2 separate regions of the Mus musculus genome follow, and region 2 is linked to region 1. The links are chromatin contacts, called in public Hi-C maps. All regions are on one chromosome and are shown on one strand. Each heading gives the region's core, a stretch centred on a gene start, on an enhancer-like site or on the middle of the called end of the contact. The rest is flanking DNA. Distances are from core to core; before and after follow the strand shown.

Region 1 (6,811 bases), core at 1,520-4,019:
CACATGCAGCAAACACACATACAAATAAGTTTTAAAAATTAAAATAAATCTTTGAGACTGCAAAGGATTGTAGTTCAGCCACTGAACAAAATATGTAAAATTGAAAAGACTAAACAATATAGGCATTTAGAAACAAAAACACATAATTAAAAAAGTGCTGGTGGCAATGAGAATAATGACTTTGCAGGGCTCACTAACGCTTTCTGTATCAGTGTCATACAATTGAGCAATCACAGTGAAAGAAATGAACAAGAGAACCATAGCAAGAGTATTTGTAAACACCCCCCAAAGAAGCTATCAAGAATAAACTAAATATAGGGATCTATATACATGACATATTCATACAATGAAACATTATCCACATGGACAAATCTCACAAATATAATGCTGAACCAAAGAAGTCACAGAACAAAAAGCACAGGATATTTCCGCATATAAAAAGTTCCAAAGAAGCCCAATCTAACAATAGCAACAAAAGTTAAAATAGTGGTTCCAGTTGGAGAATGATGTACAGGTTAAAGGGGCATGGACAGGGTCATAGAGTTCCACATAAAATGCAAGCTACTCAGTTAAAGTTGAATCTGAAACAACAAGTAATATTTTATAATAATAGGTTCAGGTAATATTCAGAACGTTTATTTTTAACTGCTACAAATGGCATGCATAGTCAAGGGGGCTGCTTTTAGAGTAGTGGTAGTATTCTATTTCTTGATGTTCATTTTGTGATCATCCACTGCACATTTTTTCTGTACATGTGTTATTCTTCCCAATAAAAAAGTTTTATAAAAAGCAAAGTACACTTAGTACTATGTTGCTGATTTTAAAATATCTCATCCAAACACTCTTTTTCCCTTCCCACCCTTAATCACTTCATGTGAGAGCTGAGATACTTCTGCAGGCAGTGGGCATCAGTAATCAGAAGCATAGATGAGCCAAAAGCTGTAGGCTCTGCTTACATATTTTATTAAAATTACTTTTGCACAGCATGCTTCTTTATTTCTGGAATGTTTTTTCATGCCCTCCTTCTTGGAGCCTTTCTTATTCTGCTGACTTAATTTTCCCAAAGAGCATCGCTTCGCTTCAGAGGCCAGCCTCTAACTTAGTCAAGAAACAAAATGCACAAGCAATTGTTCAAAGTTGAACGGACTAGCTAATGTGAGGGGTTAAAACTCAACCTTAAACAGAACATCTACAACAATACTGGCTCTTTAGGGGCAGCAACTCAGATACAGACACTTCAAAATCTGTCAATTCAGTATACTAAGTGTTTTGCAAACTTTGAGCTGAGGTTTACAAACATCTTGAGTGGCTCCATGTGAATCTTTCTCATCAGTGTATATTACCTTCTCCTAAAGACATTAGCAAACCCAAGCAAAAGGCAGTAACCCCTATCAAACAAAAGCCTGACTGGTTTTCCTCCTGTTAGGTATGTGGCTACGTAATACTGAGTTCTTTGATGTTCTAGGGGATTGTAATGTTTTGATTTTGTGCTTTCATCTTGTCCTCCAGGTTTAAGGGCCTGTCTTCCTAGTGTGGCACTAAACTTTATAGGCTAATAGAAGGCTTCCCTATCTGCCATGCTTCCTTCTGTGTTTCTTCTATTTAGTACCAACATTTGTTTTTGCACACAGTGTACTAAAGATAATAATTAGACTCGTGGGTTATAAAGACCAGCTGCCTGAAAGAAAACTACTATCACCACGAAGACCTCAGTTTCCTCAGCTGTAAATGGGAACAAAAAGATCTAATTCAAACAGCTGTTGAGAATATCCAAGGCAATTAAAGCATAGCACCCCACACACATTAAAACACTCAGTGATTCTTTTTATCATCACTGTCACCAACTACTTTGGATGCCCCTGCTACCTGTACTTCGATGTCATGTAGGAAAAGCATTCAGATGCACTTTGAGAAAAAAGGAAGAGGGAACAAGAAGTTTGAGGTGTACTCAGCACACAGGAGTAAAAGGCAGGAGCTAGCTCACAGGTAGGATCTAGTAAGATGAACACTCCCAGATCCTGTTCTAAACCCCAGGATCTGGCCAGGATCTCAGGCTTCCTGCCTACTTACATTGCGGTTAAAGCTGTTGCCAGGCAGAAACGGTAGAGCCATGGCTGTCAACGTCCGATGAGGATGCAGGGTCCAACCAAAGAGAGATGAATGCCCTCAACCGCTGCTTGTTTGACCCCTGCGTTACCTGGAGACCGGAGATAGCGTCATGGAGGGAGGAGGGGCTAAGATAGGCGGGGTAGGGTAGGGGTCTTAGGGCGGAACCATGGTCTGGGAGGGGGTGAGGCGAGACAGAGTGGAGGTGGGGACGACGGGGCGGGGTCGAGTCCGCAGGGCCCCTCCCTCCCCCTCCGCCACCCTGCTAATCTTCTTTCCCTGACCGCCCACCTGCGGAAGCTGCCTGTTTCTGACCCCACTGGTCTTCTGCGCTCACAGTGAGTGCTCGGTTTTCATTTATGCTATTTTCTGCTTTCACTCTTTTTTTTTTTTTTTTCTAGAGCTCATATCCTCCTGTGACCTTCAGCTCACGAAATCTTGACATAGCATTGTTTTGCTATTTTGTTATCAAATGTAGTTAAAATGCCCAGAAACGTACAGAAATCTGACCCTTATGAGCTTACAGAGCTGTGTTGCATTTACACCAGCCTCTATTTTTTAATTAAAGCGTTTGAGATGAATCTAAAACCACTCACCCCCTACTGGGAAACTCATTCCAAAGGTAAGCATGGCCTTCAGTTCTTCCTCTGATCCTTTCTTGTATGACCTAAGTGTGGAAAATCTAAAGTCCAATCAGCAGTGGCCAGGAGCAGGGTCAAGCAGCATAAAACACGATGTCTCGTGCCTAAAATCCTGGCACCCAGGAGGCCTGCGTTCCAAGCCAAACTAGGCGTTACTGTGAAATATGTCAAAAAACAAAACCAAAAATATCAAGACTGCTCCACCAGGCACCCAGATGCCTAGAATGAAAACCTACAGTTAACTGCCCCACAGCCCTGCTGGCTGGGCACCTTAGTGTATTTATCACTCCCTCTGCTATTTCTGTTGAGACCCCTACGTCTAATTACAGCTTGCTTTACTCTATTCCTTGGAAGTGGAGGTAAGGGCAACTGATCATGCTTATAGAGCCTCCCTTTGTCAAATTCAAACTGCAATTGTTACTCTCTGCTTTAAGAAAGGCTGCCTTCCCTTCCCCTGCAGGCCATCAAACTCCTTAGCCAGGCCTAGAGCCACTTTTCATCTGTAGTGTACTGCTTTGACCCTCCTCTCCTCTTTTCCAGCTTCAAGAAACCCCTAGCTGTTTCCACCAGGATCTTCTAGGAATTTGCAAATCACTCTGTGTTCTAGAAACACACCTGTCTTCCCATGCTTCATCAAGGCTTCATCTTTCTTGTTCCAGGATTTGGTTTAGTGTGAAAAGGAGGTACAGAAAGTTTTGCCATTGCTGGGAAATGAATGTTCCCTCAGCTTTGCCTGTACCCCTCCTCCATCTTCATTAAACATAATACACACTACTTGTGCCTTCCTCCTCCTACATGGTAATCATATATTTACTTGGATTTCTGTTAAATGCCTGAAAATTCTTTAAAGACAGAGACTGTTCTTCAACAATCTTCAACTTTATTTTCTGTGTTTATAGAGTGTATATTTTGATTTGCCTCCCACAGACTCCTTCTGTTACAGGCATGCCCTCAAATCAGAATAACTCAAGCCCCTCCTGCCTCCTCTTTTAACCTATGGTTTTTATTTTTGAGATCTTTACATGATGACACATGTGAATAACAGTTCATCCATCTAATGTGCATGCTGTGATTAGAACACAAATCTGCTGTCATCTATTGTTGACAATTACTGTTTTCATTTATTTCACTAATTATTAACACTAATACAGTGAGTGACATAAACCTCTTCTTTTGTTTGCTTTGGGGCTGTTTTGAGACAGTCTCACCACACAGCTCAAGTTGAGCTCAAACTAGGAAACTGTTACTCCTCCTGCCCCTACCTCCACAGTGTTGGGATTATAGATGTATGTCACCAAGCCCAGGTTCTCCTAAATGAGTTTGAAAATCCTTTTCTTTGTTACTTTCTAAAGTGAACTAATTTAAACATATTAGGCGTGATGGTTTGAATATGCTTAGCCCAGGGAATGGTACTATTAGGAGGTGTGGCCTTATTGGAATGGGTTTGGCCTTGTTGGAGTAGGTATATCACCATGGGGCTGGGCTTTGAGAGACTTTCATCCTAGCTGCCTGGAAATCAATCTTCTGCTAGAGGCCTTCAGATGAAGATGTCAAACTCTCAGTTCCTTCTCCTGCACTATGACTGCCTGGATGCTGCCATGCATCTGCCTTGATGATAATGGACTGAATGTCTGAACTTGTAAACCAGCCCAAATTAAATGTTGTCCTTTGTAAGACTTGCCTTTGTCATGGTGTCTCTTCGCAGTGATGGAAACCCTAACTAAGACCCTATGAGAGTTATAGCAACAGAACGGTGATATTTGGGAGGCTGAGGCAAGGGGATCACTAGTTCTAGTGAGTTTAAGGCCAGCCTAGGCTATATAGAGAGACCTTATCTCAAAACAAAAATAATGTTAACAAAAACAAACAAACAAAACAGGCTATGGATGTGGTTCAGTGTAGGATATGGTTCAGTGTAGAATGTTTGCCTAGAAATCACAAGACCACCATTAGAACATAGTACAACTAATTCCCATTTACACTTCATCAAGATTCAACTCTTTTGTCTCTTAGTATATTGGTTTTATTATTTTCTCTATATTTGAACTTTCTTACAGTAAACCTGAAGACACCATTATCTCACCTAAAATGTAAATCATGTCAGCTCTCCAAACAATGTCCTTTTGTCCAGAGTCCATTCTAACATTGTGTTTGTCTCTTAGTTCTCATGGATTGTTAGTCTCCTTTAATCTGGAATAGCTTTTGTAGTTTTTTGCTTTTTGTTTTTTCCTGACCTTGAGATCTTTCAAGACAATAAATCAGATACTGGAGGAAAAAGTCTTCCAGTTTATGATAACTACCATTTCCTTTGAGATATGCCATAAAAGGAAGGCTATATTTCCTTAGTTCAGCAAAGAAGCAAACACATGTCATTGTAATCTTACCATAACTGATGATGTTCACTTAAGATAGGATGCACTACACCAAGTTTTTGTCAATAGAAAGAAAAACAGATATTGATGTACACAGAAAGAAATATGTCACAAGTCAGGAGTTTCCACTGATATGTCTACTTTGAATCAGTACAGTAGAATGCTTGCTCTTGTTTCCCCCTTAGCACATGTATGTGTGTGGTTATATGTATACATGTTCACATATATGTATGGATACATGTGCACATGTATGCAAAAATGAGAGGATGATGTTTGGTGTCTTCCTGGATCATTCTTCACTTAATATTCTGAGCCAGAGTTCCTCAATCAAGCAAAATCTCACTGTTGGGGCTAGTATAACTAGTCACCTTGCCTTGGGGATCCAATGTCTACTTCCTTTATGGTTATAGGATTATGAATACAGGTTTCACAAGTTCTACACAGCTTTTTGTGTGGATATTGGGATCCAAAGTCTAGTCCTTAAGCTTGAGTAGCAAAGACTTTATGTAATGAGCCAGCCCTGGTGTTACCCTTTCTGCATCGCAAGCCTTGGAGGTGAACAAGCACTGACAAAGAAGTGAGTGCTCATTCACTTACTTGTCAAATAAAGGCCACAAAAGAAGTTGTGTAAAAGTGACTTTGATTTCCTCAGATATAACTGTCCTCTAGTAGGCTTACTGCCTCCATCTGCTACCCTAGGCCTATTCCTGAAAGTGTTTAGCCTCTTGAGAATCTAATCAAGGCATAGAATATTTTCAGCCTCTAAGACTTCTGAATAAGCTCATCCTTTCTAGTTCCTTCTGAACTCTTGACTAGCTGGTTCAATGATGCTGTTCCAGCCCAAACTCCTCTCTAAGCCAACTGGTTCAATTTGGTTTCTCTCAGTTTCTCATTGAATTGCTCTGCTTGGCCTCAAACTAACTCTAGCAATCTGTTCTAATCTCTGGCTCCTCATTCTCCAAATCATTCTGTCTTCACCTGTGTATAGCTTGTTCTCTCTGCAATCTGTCTCTGTAAAACTGTCCCAGTAAAGCAATCTCTCTCTCTCTCTCTCTCTCTCTCTCTCTCTCTCTCTCTCTCTCTCTCTCTCTCTCTCTCTCTCCCTCTCTCCCTCTCTCTCCCTCTCTCTCTCTCTCTGCCTGCTCTTAAGTAGTCTCTCCTTCCTGTCTGTTCTCATGAGAGTTGGGCAAACCTCATCTCTGACTCATTCTGTCAAATCTTTCTCGGATTTGTCACTTTGTTGTCCTCTTAACTAGAAGTCATTTTCAAATATGGCTGCTTCTTTCTACCAACTAACTTTACCTACATTGTTTGAGATTAAAGGTATGTACTAGGGGCATGTCTGTATTCCGGCCAGATCATACTTTAATCGAGGGCTTCTCTGCATCCCAACCTCATAACATAGAGGTCCCTAGAAGGTCTTTGGATGTGATCCTCTGCCAAAGCGGCTCGAATTGCTGGATTAAAATTCTTCCAAACAGTTTTAGAGTATCTAACTGATAGGTGGCTTTGTGGCAGATGAATGACTCTGCTTAGTATACAGTTGGCCCTGAGTTTCTTCCCAGTCCCATGAAGGTAAAAAGCATCTAATTTAGGTTTATGTGAAATCCAAATCTACTATAGGGTTCAGTATTTGTTCTCAGCAATTTTCCTTTAGACTTAATGCTTTTAGTCAAAATACCAATCTCAAAT
Region 2 (7,214 bases), core at 836-3,335, 940 kb after region 1:
TATTCTTGTCTTCTATCTGCCTGCCTCTGCCTTGGCTAATCTGGTCTTTACTCTCCTTTCCTAGTTTTGCTTCTATTCAGTTAAAGCAGGGGCTCAATACCTCATCCAGTCTTTGTAGACTCAAGACATTTGCTTTAAAAACAAAATGAGAAACCGAGATGTCATAAAAATTGCTTACTGGAGGTAGATTCTAGAGCTATATTATGTCCCAAAAGTTATAAGCAATGTGGAAAGGCTTTTTTTGTTGTTGTTGTTAATAAAATTTTGTGCTATGGAGTGGCTAGTTACTATATTTCTTAATGTCTTATGAAAGATACTCTTCCATCTCATTTTTGAGGACATTTGGACATTCACTTGAGTACATCCTCATAGTTTTATGTTAAACTTACAAAGGTCATTTTGCTTCATTATAGACACTTAAATAGCTAAACGCACCAAAACTTTTATCAGTCTCTGGAGTGGACTTGGGCTGTTTAAACCAATCTAGGCATTATCTTAATGAAGAGGCAGGAAATCACTTGTGTAAGTTGGAGACAAATCTTCTGAAGCTTAGAGCAAAAGGGTCTTGAGATTACAAGTAGTGGGGTGTTTGGTTGATACTAGCTTATGCCAGAACTCAGGTGAAAGTAACCCAGGTACAGTTTAGGGGCTTTTTAACAAAAGATTTTTTTTTTAAAGGTCCTTTTACTCAGAACACTTTCTTTTCATTTCTGTACTAAATATGGTTACTTCAGAATGGGAAAAAGAACGATTTAAGATGACATAGTTTCTAAATTCTCTCTGTAACCATCTTATTCCATAACTTTTCTTCCTTTTCTCTCTACTTTGGGCTATTTTGATAAAGTTTTATTATCTGGCCTGTGGTATTCTAAAACTGTTCAGAAAATAGCATATGTACCCTGCATCTGTCTGCAGCATTAAGATTGATAAGTAAATGTTTATAGTCTCTTAAATAGATGATTATATGTGTCAGTTATTTCAGAGAAATTTCTGTCTGTTTCGGACTTGATTTTTGCAAGCAGATTTTTAAGACACAGTAAAAAACTGCTAATATGACTATTTGCAATTTTTCTTGGTTGAGCTAATGTACCAACCTTGAATGGAAAAGATTCTGATAATTGAAAGGAAATTAGAATTCATACTTGTTCTTCAGATAAAGAAATCATAAACAAAATAGGGAATTTTTTTTTATGTTCAACATATTGTGCTTTTAGTTTTCTTCAGTGGAAGATCCAGGAATCAAAATAAGTATTTGCAGGAAGAATTTTGTTGTTCTGCTAGATTCAAAATTCACGGAGTTATGAAACTGTCTATTATAACTTAATTCAGAATTGTTTTCTGCCTTCTATGTAAATATAATACTGATTTTTCTTTTCTTTCCTGTTATTTTTAAAGGAATCTAGGTAAAAACGGCCTGTCTAATAGTAGCATTCTGTTGGATAAATGTCCGCCTCCAAGACCACCATCCTCACCATACCCTCCCTTGCCAAAGGACAAGTTGAATCCACCTACACCTAGTATTTATGTGAGTCTGAATTAGCTAGAAATCATCCAAGTTAGTGTTTTCTTCTATATGTCTTTTGTAAAAATCTTTTAGGACAATATATTACAGATACTGGCAGCAATGTGACAATTTGGCAACAAAAAGATATATTCAAAGATATTTTGTGATATTTTGCAAGTACCTTTTTAATTGTTGGTTATATTACAAATTTATTGTTGTTTTGTCTTGTTTTTGTTGTGCTGGAGACTGAACCTAGTACTTTGCACATTCTGGGCATGTGTTTTATAACATTGCTACTATTCCCATAGTTCCTCTGTATAAGGTATATTAGAATAGGTGAAAATATTTTCACTGCCTTAATTTTTAGCATTGTAGGTCAGAATGGGGTCCCATGTCTGGCATCCGGCCCTCCACAGGGCCAGAGCCACTCATGGAGGCAGACACAGGACCCCACGCCAAGGCCTCTACCAGGTAGGTGGGTGGTAAGCTGTGAGAAGCCGCAGGATCCCACTTTCAGGGGTGGGGAAGGCACATTCTGAGGTCCCAGTAGAACTGCTGGGAGCTGCTGGCTCAGGGGTCTGGGCTTGCACAGAGGCTGAGATTGGCAGGTTCTTACTCTTGGGCACTGCAGACGCCTCTGAATGCCGCAGAAGAGCTGAGAACAGATTGTGGGCCTGCATGCGGGCTCTGGCCCTGGGCCAAAGGGAAAGGGGCAGGAGGGATGCTCTGGCTGGTTACCACAAGGACATAAAGAGTCCTTAGGCGGGCACCTTGGATTGATGGGAGCTGTGTCTGGGAGTGCAGGGAGGCCTGTGGCAGGAGGTTAGACGCACAGCTCTCCAGAAGACCACCTGCTCCATTGCTCCAGCAATGATGAGAAGAGACAGGCCATGGTTTTAAGGTGTTTATTGTAGAAAGGCAGAGAGAGGGAGATAGTACGGAAGTAGAGCCCGGCTATGGCTAGATGGGGAAGAGATGGAAAGCAAGAGGGCAAGAGTGAGAGAGGCAGGACCAAGAGAGTAAGAGAAACAAGAGAATAAGAAAGAGATGAGGGGGCAAATAGCCCCTTTTGTTGTGGGCTGGGCCTACGTGGATTTGCCAGGTAACTGTGGGGAGGAGCATACCTGGATGTTGCCAAGTAACTGTGGGAATGTAGTCTAGACAGAATACCAGAAGCCTGGGGCATTGCCTACATGGCTGATGGATACACACCTCTGGGGGGCTGGGGGCCTGTGGCTGTGGGAGGCTGTAGCTGCAACAGGCACCAGGGGCTCAGGGGGCATGGCTGAACACCTGCCATCCCTCATCGGCGGAAGTCACTATCTACCGGTCACCGGGATTCAAGGCCTGTGCTCGACCCGGAACCAGGTTGTCTGTGCACAGCTCACAGAGCAGTATTAAACAAAAGCTACTTGGAACTATTTAACATTTTTGTTTTTAAGTAAACTGAGTTTTAAATCTATCAATTTTATGGGCCTTAATATTCACTCTGTTTTGTACACATGCTAAAAGAAATACCTTCAATGGCAGAAAAGAAAAAAGGATGTTTTAAGAATGTGGTCTTTGGAGCTGGAGAGATGGCTAAGCAGTTAAGAGCATTTGTTGCTCTTGCAGAAGATCCAGATTCAGTTACCTGTGCTCACATGACCATCCATAACTCCAGTTGCCCTTGTCTGGCCTCCATGGGTACCAGGCACATGCATGGTATACATGCATATAGGCAAAACACTCATTTACATAAAATAATTTTTTAAGCTAGCATGTCTATAAAAGAAAGAATATGATTGTAGATGGATACATGTTACAAATATCTTTATAAGGTTTTTTTTTTTAGCATATTTAAAACTATCAGTTTTATCTCATAGAAATTTAGGCATCTGGTCTGAAGAATTGAATAAAAGCAATTCTTTTTTTTTTTATTTGTTTTGTTTTGTTTGGGGGTTCGGGGTTGGTTTTGTTCGAGACAGGGTTTCTCGGTGTAGCCCTGGCTGTCCTGGAACTCACGTTGTAGACCAGGCTGGCCTTGAACTCAGAAATCCATCTGCCTCTGCCTCTGCCTCCCAAGTACTGGGATTAAAGGCGTGTGCCACCACCGCCCGGCAATAAAAGCAATTCTTAATTGTGTTTTTCACAAATAAATCCTGATACCACTTTATTAACTTATTCCAAGAAAAAAATTAGATATGTATAAACTTATGGTAATATACTTCGGATGGTCTTACAACTATGAAAATGAATCTTGTCTTTGAGAAATTTTGATTTCTTCACTCAATTTTTAAGCATGTGACAAAAGTCTCCATCTCAACTCTTTGTGAATATATAGTTAAGAAGTATTAAACATACTCTTGTTATACAACTTATTATGAAAACTTATATACTTTGCCAGAGTGTCTACCCATTGAATATCTTTTCCCCATCTGCTTAAGTCATAATTCTGTTTTCATGAATTTCACTACTTTATATATGGAATCAAATTTCCTTATGACTAGCGTATTTCATTTATCATGTCCTCAAGGTTCATCCATGTTACAGCATTTGACAGGATAACCAGTCAGTTAATTTGGTGGTATTAGACTCTGCATTTTGCACATATTAATGAAAATATTCTACCATCAAGCTGTCTTTTCCCTCACTAACTCTTCATTTGTTGCTTATTTTTCCCCTGCTAGGGGTAAAACCTAGGGTCTTTTGCTTGCTAGTCAAGTATTCTGCCATTGAGCTATATACTCCATTCTTTAGCTATCTTCTAATCTTGCCTGATACTGTAGATATTTACGTACCTACAGGAATAATGTTGCATCAAGAACATATGTTATCATTTAGAATTTTTTAAGATTTATTTTTCTTATTTTCAATTACAAATATGGAATTAGATACATGTGAGAGTAGGTGGACCCTGGAGCCGGAGTTATGGGTAGTTGTGAGCCACAGGACTAGGAATCAAAATCTGATCCTTCCTCTACAAGAACAGTAAGTGCTTATATCCACTGAACCATAGCTCCAGGCCAATATGATCTTATTTTTGGTCAAGAGGACTCACTCTGTCACTCTAGCTAGCCTGAAATTCAGAGAGGCCCACTTCTGCCTCCAGAGTACTGTGATTACAGTGACTGCCACCATTTCCAGCTTCTATATCACGTTTTCTAACTTTTAAAATTTTGTGGTTTTTTTCAATATGGGTAGTATTGGAAATAAAACTTAAGAGCCCCCTGACTGTTCAGATAAACATTCTACCATGGACTTAGAACCCAGCCCATATTTGGTGATCTTACTCTCTGTGGAGGCCATTGAGGCCAAGCAAACTCTACCACTGAGCTGTTCTTTCTACTCAGTAATCCTCACTTTGGTCTTGAAGTTTAAATGTAATTTCAGCTACCTAATTTGTTCAACATATAGTACACAAAAATGTATTGGTTGCTACTTAGTCACAGTTAAAATCAAAGTGTAAAAATACTAGAAAATAGAAAAATATGAATGCATGAAATAAAGTAGCTATATAGGAAATAAATATAAGGCATAATATTTAAGTTAAAAAGCTGTATTTTCCTAAGATATAACCATATATTTTAACTTTACAGTTGGAAAATAAACGTGATGCTTTCTTTCCTCCATTACATCAATTTTGTACAAACCCAAACAACCCTGTTACAGTAATACGTGGCCTTGCTGGAGCTCTTAAATTAGGTATGCTTTTAAGTAAAAAGAAAAATGTTTTCTATATATGCTGTCTTTTAACCTTTTAAAGCACCAGTAAAGAAGTCTGGTACACCCCCCCACCCTCCCACCCCTCCTCCAATCACCACTCACACATCCACTTATTTTCTTTTTAATATGGATGGGGAATTTTGATTATTTTTACTTTGAGTCCATGATTTGAATCTATAATGGTCATAGTGTTAGTTGCTGGCAATTTAGGATTAGTTTTTTTATTTAGCCTTTATTTTTATCTAATGACTGATGTTGAACAGCTATGAGAATTTTGAATATAAAGTGTAAGTACTCATCAAGTACTGTACTATAGCCCCATTAGTATTTGCTAGCACCTACAAAAATTAAGTATGTGAAAGTTTAACCATTGGACTCGACTCATTCTCTATTTGAATATCATGAGCATTAGGACAAAGTAAGCCTTCAAAGTATATAAATGACCTGGTTGGTTTTTAGGAGAAATGGATATAGTGCCATAAAATGCTTCGTCTTTGAAAGAAAAGGCAGAAGTGGGGTGCATTTTTGTTTTGTTTTTACTGACTTGTTTTTTTTTTTTATTTATGGCTTACTTATAAAGACTTGGGACTTTTCTCTACTAAAACTTTGGTGGAAGCTAACAATGAACATATGGTAGAAGTGAGGACACAGTTGTTACAACCAGCAGATGAAAATTGGGACCCTACTGGAACCAAGAAAATCTGGCACTGTGAAAGTAATAGATCTCATACTACAATTGCTAAATATGCTCAGTACCAGGCCTCCTCATTCCAAGAATCATTGAGAGTAAGTATTTACTTCCTAGAGATTATTTTTAGACATTTAAAAATTATTTCATTTTGTAGCTTTGAAAGAAGACATTACTTTTGTAAATATCAGATTATATTACATTAAATACCTTGTAAGTGCTTTAAACAAACCTATGAGTTGATTCAGTAAATAATTTGTAGAGAGGGAATTACTATCTAGGAAAATGTTTCCTAGGTTATCTGAGGTATTTATGATTAAAGCAAGGTTTCTTCAGTACTATTGACATTTTGGGTTGAAAAATTCTTTGTTGTGGGGCTATTTAGCAGCATCCATGTCTTCTCTAAAGCATTTTAGACCTGGCAAATATTTCCTGGAAAACAAAGTTGTCCCCTCTTGAATCACTGATTTGGAGCCTATATCTGTCTTGAGTTTGCTTTATGCTTATTCTTATATGCTTGCATTTTCTTTTCTTCTGCCAGTTTAATATTACCAGGTAGGCAACCCTTTGAGGAAGTATTAGTGTTCTTCCTTCCAGTCATATAAAAAAAAAGTGCTGAGGAAGAGGTAGAAACAAGATATAATAAACATTAGACATTATTATATAATTTCAACACATATATTTATATTTTAAAATATGAATTTTGAGACTAATCAAAATTACTAAAACATCCCTCTAGATCTTACATCATTGAAACATTACTAAAATCATGTAGTAGTATAACAAGAACTTTGTGAGTTCTTCCACAAAATGAATATAAAACATCCATAGAAGTTAGCTCTTTGAAATACTGCTTTGTGCTAAATTGTTTGTTCACATATCCTACCAGGAAATTTAATTTCCTATGTGACTGAAAGTCTTGAGTTTGTCGTTCATTACATTTGCTTATCTGTTTTTAAATATTTAAAATGTTCCACTGAGCTCACATTTTTAGTCAAGACATCATTTATACATGAACTTACAAATTTGGCTTACTATATTATAGTTTCTATTTCTTTGACAAAAGCACTGTGACCTAAATCAACTTGGAGAGGAAAGGGTTTATTTGGCTTACATTTCCGTAGCACACCGCAGGAAACCAAACAGCGCAGGAACCTGAGACAGGAGCTGATGGGGAGGTATGGAGAGGTACTGTGTATTAGCTTACTTCTCGTGGCAACCCAATTTCTTTAGAGCCCAGGACCAACAGCATGGGTGAAATAGCACTAACAATGGACCAGGCCTTCCTCCATCAATCACTAATGAAGAAAGTGTCCT

The links. Hi-C and Micro-C count contacts between places; a contact is called where the count stands out from the background.
Region 2: a contact with region 1 is called in a Hi-C map of cerebellar granule neurons, with 2.8 times the contacts expected there. The contact joins the enhancer-like site here to the promoter of Efhc2 in region 1. A contact is called at or near these places in 9 of 39 promoter capture datasets (the 3T3-L1 cell line, 3T3-L1-derived adipocytes, cranial neural crest and 5 more) and 1 of 484 Hi-C or Micro-C datasets (cerebellar granule neurons).

Annotation. Positions count from the first base shown.
Region 1 is chrX:17,317,172-17,323,982 of GRCm38.p6, forward strand. Efhc2 (EF-hand domain (C-terminal) containing 2) reads right to left here and starts at 2,770. Exons shown (of 16, transcript NM_028916.5): 1 at 2,703-2,770; 2 at 2,071-2,197. The coding sequence starts at 2,112. All of the region lies in intron 2 of Gm35105 (a long non-coding RNA gene), which reads left to right.
Region 2 is chrX:18,256,441-18,263,654 of GRCm38.p6, forward strand. It overlaps Kdm6a (lysine (K)-specific demethylase 6A), which reads left to right. Exons shown (of 29, transcript NM_001310444.1): 18 at 1,396-1,525; 19 at 5,083-5,188; 20 at 5,790-5,995. Among named protein-coding and RNA genes, the nearest start is that of Kdm6a, 97 kb to the left of the region's middle. Within about 2 kb of position 2,086, at least 4 of the 459 cell types and tissues checked have an H3K27ac peak or open chromatin away from gene starts, as enhancers often do. A contact at or near this core is called in cerebellar granule neurons, where this site is marked.